Regions from separate parts of the Zea mays genome. Here region 1 is linked to region 2. A link is a contact called in public Hi-C data. All regions are on one chromosome and are shown on one strand. Each heading gives the region's core, a stretch centred on a gene start, on an enhancer-like site or on the middle of the called end of the contact. The rest is flanking DNA. Distances are from core to core; before and after follow the strand shown. Region 1 holds the start of LOC100278239. Region 2 has its middle 42 kb from the start of LOC103655336.

Region 1 (3,011 bases), core at 372-2,871, 380 kb after region 2:
ACGAGAGAGGACGTCAGGGGACGATCCAGAACCAAACAACCTAATTTGAGGGATCGTCCCATCCCATCTCGTCCTGTCATTGCAACCAAACGCACCCTAAAGCAGCTCGCAGTACTGGACGCGACGTGGGCCGCCACTGGACGTGAAGAGCGGACGTGAGCGTGATACAATAGACCGCCTATTCGCTTGTACTGAGCCGCGACCGGGGTTGCAGCCCAGACAGCCCCGGACGCAGATCCGCCACTGTCGGCAGCGACGGCGGCCTGAGATCCGTTTCCAGGAACGGGACGAGGGGATGAACTCGTAACAGCAGGCGTGACTGGGCTCTAGAAGGGTTTAAAGCAACGACGATAACAAATTTACAAACGACTAGGTATTATAATACTACAATCCCAATTGCACGCTTCAGAGTAATATTTTTAAGAAGCCCACTTACGGGAGTACCTGAGTTCCAAAAAACTCCAGACCAACACGAGTCTTTTGTGTGCACTTTGTCCTCGCTCGTACACACCCGAAAAAATTTCTTGGTCGGTCACCCATCTTAAGATTGCTCTGAGCTAAGCACGCTTAACCTAGAGGTTATTTCGAGGTAGACTTCCAAAAAAGAAGATGCACCTTGTTGGTATGAGTATTATTTTAATTCTATTAAACCTTGGTCCGGGATATCACCATCCACTGGGACCAGAATATCACATTTGTTTAGGAGATTTATTTGTGACCTAGATTAACGAGATTTTTAGAAGTCCTAATTCACGCTCTCTGAGAGGCGCCAGTGTTCCTTTCACTCATATTTTGCAACATTAGGTGACTCTATGAATGGTCATCATTGGATTAACTAGTTTTTGAAGTCTTTTTTTGCATGATTCTAGATAATTCTCTTAGTTGGAAAACTAAATAGATTGAAAGGCATATCTCTATCTCTACTATAATTTCTTCCCACGCCCCAAAAAATTTCTTCCCACGCGCACACGCGGAAAATTCTAAAAATTACACACTCATTAGGGTTTGAACCTGGTCCCAAGAAATAAATTTTCGCTTCCTAACCACTGCACATGTTGATTTGTGCTATATAAAGGATATGCAATATATACACACACAATTTTAGAATAAAAAATCGTGCCAGATCGGGCCATCACTGGGTCGAGAAAACGGCCTAGGCACAACACAGATCCACTTTAAATCGTATTGGATCGAGCCATGGCACTATTAAATAGATCGTGACTTAGACCGACATACAACATATTTAGTCATCTATAATCCAGTACCTTGGCTCATCGTATTTGATCTCGCGAGTGTGAAAAAAGAGAAAGAAAAAAAATCATCTTGTCTGACCCCACGCTACATATCCGGTCATTCACACTCAACTAATATATGTATTTGGATCATTTTTGAATAGCTGTCTTATTTAAGTAATGTCGTTTTATATGATAAGAGTTGTAGGAAGGAGAATAGACAAATGTTCTACCAGGGACTTATTTGGAAGACGTGAGGTGTATGCTGCAGTTCAATAATAATAAAATCCAGCCCCTTTTTCAAAAAAGACCCAGATAAGCCAATCCCAACTCGGGTGGTTCCCGTTTACCGCGCTAACGGACAAAACCAAACGCCGTCACTTCCCATCTTTCAGTCCACCCCAGATGGCCCTCAAAGCCGCCGTCTCCGTCACCCCGTTGCTGCCGTCGCCTCCCCTCCGCCGTCTCCTGCTCTCCCCCTCTCCTAGCTCCGCGGCGGCTCGTAGGATCGCGAGGGTTTCCGCGGCGATGGCGACGACAGAGGTGCACCCAGCCGTGGTGGTGGGCGGCGGCCGCGTAGGCCAGGCGCTCGTGTCCATGGGCCCGCCGGGAGGTGACGTCCTCGTGGGCCGCGGAGAGAAGGTACCCGACGATGCGCCTGGACCGATACTGGTGTGCACGCGCAACGACGACCTCGACGCCGTGCTCGAGGCCACCCCCAAGTCGCGCTGGCGCGGTACGTGCTCTCCAACTCCGCCCACCTCGTCTTCGTGTCCTCTGCTCTCCCGGCTGATGTGCTTTGGGTGGGCGCTTGCATTTGCCTGCCGGAGTTCGTATTCGTTCTGTGCCGCTGCATGTGTTCGATCAGGTCTGTTTATGCGCGTCTTCCCTTCGGCCTTGCATTTTAGGCAAACCGTGCCTGAAAATTGAAATACTGAACAACTTGAGCTGTATTAGCCAATCTGTTCTGGCTACTCAGTTCATTTTTTTTGTATGTACAAACTGCACAACAGTGGTGTGGTGTCATGCAATTCCAATAAGACAATAGTAATCGATACCCTGATGGTGTAAGTAACCGTCAGGAACATGGGATCTGCAGAGGAGCAATTGGAAGGCTGAAAGAGCAGAAGGTTGAGCGGGAGGAGTAATCTGAGTAATTGAATTTTGTTTGTGATTAGGCCTATTGGGCCAGGGGTTTGGGCCGTCTGGCCTTGTAAAGAGGGTGTACTTAAACCCTGAATCATCTGGTAATCGGCAAGAGGAAAATAGAAGAAAAACCACCAAACAGAATTTCTGTTTACCTGCGCTTGTCCTCCCCATCGGAGGCAGCCACCGTGAGTGCTCACGTCGGAGTTGGCGCTACTCCGGCCATGGGTCTCACACTTGGTATCAAAGACGGGTCAGCGGTCTTGCTGGGTAGCGATTACCAGCGTTGTCAATACGGCGCCTGTCACCAAACCATTGGTGTAGACACATTTTGTTTTGGAAGCCATGGCGGATCGGGATCGGGAAACTCAGGAGAGTTTGAGCAAGGTCATGGAGACTCTGGTAGTGGTGAGTGATCGATTGAATGATGTCGAGCGCGTGCAACAACAGATGATGATGCACACGAATTTGGCTGCGTCTGTTGCGGAGCAGGCGGCGAAGGAGCCAGTCGAGTTATGTCGTAAGGTGGAAGAAACAGGGAAGGTGGTGGCCCAAATCCGTTTGGAATTGATGGGGAAGCAGTTGGAGGATTCTTCTGGGGGAGCGGAATTTCCATCATCCGCTCATCAACAT
Region 2 (2,949 bases), core at 106-2,605:
CTCCACCCCACTTGCCCTTTTTGGGAAAGGATTAACTCACACTAGCTTTCCTAATTATTCAACTAAGGGTGTCCCATTCCACCCTTTTGGTAGCACTGTTTTCCTGGGTGGTTGATCCATGTTCCATTTAACATAATAATCTTATCGTGAACAATAATTAAACTAACAGTATTAATGGAACATTATCATAATTCAATATAACATTAATCCCAAATCCAGGTAGAGCAATAGCGAGTCTACCCGATAGTTCATTTGTTTGTAAGGTGTGGGGTAAATAAAACTAGGGAAACCTATTGGGTCCCATCAAATTAACCTGAGCATGTCACAGTGATTAACAGGAACATTATTAGGTAAAGAAGCATGATCAAGGGCACAACATGCCTGTGACTTGTGATAATAGGCGTTGACCCAAAAGTTGGGCTTCAAGTTACTCGTCACCTCGCCTCTACTCGTAGCAATACATACAATCAAGCAAATAATGGATATGGTAACATTACACCAAAGCATATAAATAAACAATGTAAGAATATTCTACGCGCCGCTACGAGATCGTAGGTTCGAGAACCACTAAAATCGGAGTTATGGTTAAAAATATAGTATTCTAAAGTTTTAGGTTCTTTAAAAAGTAAAACTTTATTCTTTATTGATTAATATAAGTCAGAAAGGATATGAATAAATAATTAATTTATCTTTAATTTAGGTTATAACTTGAGTAGAGATCACATCTTAGTCAGATTATAATTATAGGCAGATTGACTTTGACTAGAATGATTATCAACTATCATAAGTTAAATAAATACCCAATTAAAGAGGTATGTGGAATGATACAAATAATGTTTTTAATGTGTAGACAATTTTACTACAAAGCTAATGCAACTAGAACATACCAATTTGGAGTTAAATCGCAAAAGTTATGGATTTTCTAAGGTTATTGGATTTATTTTTATACTAATAATCATTATATCGGATTTATTTTACTTAATTTAATAAACTGTGGATTGCGAGTACTATTTCTAAGAAGAACATGGTTCAATATATAAATTCTAGGACCAATCCGCAAGACTCTTTACACAGTCTTGGATGGCGGGTTAATTTCTTAAAAATGTGAGGGCTCTTAAGCATATATCCTACGACGAAGGGGGTACGGTTCATTATGGACTGCCCGATCATACCCGAGTGGCCTAGATTAGATCTTCATAACACCTGGACCAATACGAGTTCTCAATAATTGGATCTCAGATTCGTGGTCAAGGTTTGGCCACACCATCGATTAATCTCCTCTATCCGACTCTGATCCAGTGGATCAGATCAAAAAAATGAAGGGGTACGTGGACGCTCAATCTCAACCCTCGGTTACTCGATCAACGGCCATGTGCCTCATCCACACCACAACTCTTACCCACGGCGGCGCAGAACAGGGCCCCACGATAGCGTATTCTCCCCTACGGCGGCGCCATGGTCGCCGAGCACCCAAACTCTCCCCACAGCTCCATCATCGACACGATTGGGAAGAAAACAACGAGAAGGCTACTACGGTTTGGATAGTAGGGGACTTACCAGAGTTGGTGAGGTGATGGCCTGTAGCCACGGCGATGGGAGGCGTTGTGGCTGTGAAGGCCGACAAGGGATTATCGGCCGGTCAAGCTTTAGGAGTCTTCAATTTAGCGCGATGAAGAACTTGGGCACAATTTTGAGCGCAGTATAGAGGCATGGAAGGGGATCACTAACGGTGGCCGCAACCTTTCTCTTCGCCCCGCTGATGGCTCACTCTGATCCCCAATTGCTCACGACGGCGGTGGCTATTAACTTCTATGATAGCCCTCGGCGGTATAGTACTAGATGGCCAAGGCAGCGCCGAGCTCGGGTTTTATATTGGAGCAGAGCTAGGATCGTAGGGGGGAGAATGGTTGAATAGCCCGAACTTTATGCGCGTTTTGTTGAGGGGATAGGGATGGTCCTGATGGGGCGGTTCCATGGTTTAGTGAAACGAGCCACAACCGAGGTGTGCTGACAAGCAGGCAAGCCCATGCGCACGCAAGGGAGTGGTGGCTGTCGAATGGGGCCCATGGTCCAGTGGCTGGCTGACTTGTAGGGTCTCCCTGTCGGCACCAAGGGGAGATTGGGCCGACCTGGTGAAGGCGCGAGTTGGGCCGGGCAGGGAAATTGGCCTAGGCGGAGGGATTCCTTTTCTAATTTCTTCTTTTTTATTTCATTTCTATTTTCAAAATTTGAACTCCAAGGCAGATTTAAACAGGGTTTGGATTTCAAACTTACTTTAATACTTAGTCAAAGATCCAGAATGCCATGCAAACTTTATTTTATTTATTTATTGGTTAATTATTCACCAAGATAAATCCTTCTATATACAAAATTACTAAGAGAATAATTCACAAATTATTTATTTTAGGACAATATTATTTTTAATTGTGTGATCAAGTTAAAAGTTAATAATGAAAGAAAACTTAATATTCATTACTTAAATTCTAGTTCACAAAGGTTTTAGGTTGAATATATATCATCATCATGTAACCAATTTTTTTGTTTTGAAAATAACTTTTAAAAGGAAGGAAATCCCTATTGTAGAAATTTTATTCATTAATCTTTTAGGGGAAATGCTATTGACTCCAAAATAGAATTTTGGGTGTTACATATAGGCTCTATATAAATAGAGGTAATTTAGGAAGATAGAATAACCCTCTATAAATAGATGAGAGTGTTGGTTAGTTCAGTATCTCTTGACTGTCATTTGTTTGAGACTACTCATTTAGAGGTCCTAGTTTTCTCTCTAGGTAGACATCTGTTGAGCCGAGGGATCCACATCGATTTTATACTGTCGACTGTTATCTTGTGATCTGAAAGTTTAATCTGAAGAAGAGTCGCGGTACGACCCACAACATTTGTTTACATCTCCATCTCAATTTTACATACTTGCTGAAATTTAGAGTTGTT

Evidence for each region. A called contact is a pair of places that touch in the nucleus more often than the background predicts.
Region 1: a contact with region 2 is called in a Hi-C map of ear, with 2.1 times the contacts expected there. The contact joins the promoter of LOC100278239 here to the enhancer-like site in region 2. A contact is called at or near these places in 2 of 25 Hi-C or Micro-C datasets (ear and leaf).

The regions. Positions count from the first base shown.
Region 1 is chr4:70,905,188-70,908,198 of Zm-B73-REFERENCE-NAM-5.0, forward strand. It overlaps LOC100278239, which reads left to right and starts at 1,622. Exons shown (of 5, transcript NM_001151580.3): 1 at 1,622-1,968. The coding sequence starts at 1,638.
Region 2 is chr4:70,525,111-70,528,059 of Zm-B73-REFERENCE-NAM-5.0, forward strand. No RefSeq gene overlaps it. Among protein-coding and RNA genes, the nearest start is that of LOC103655336, 42 kb to the right of the region's middle. Within about 2 kb of position 1,356, at least 19 of the 20 cell types and tissues checked have an H3K27ac peak or open chromatin away from gene starts, as enhancers often do. A contact at or near this core is called in ear and leaf, where this site is marked.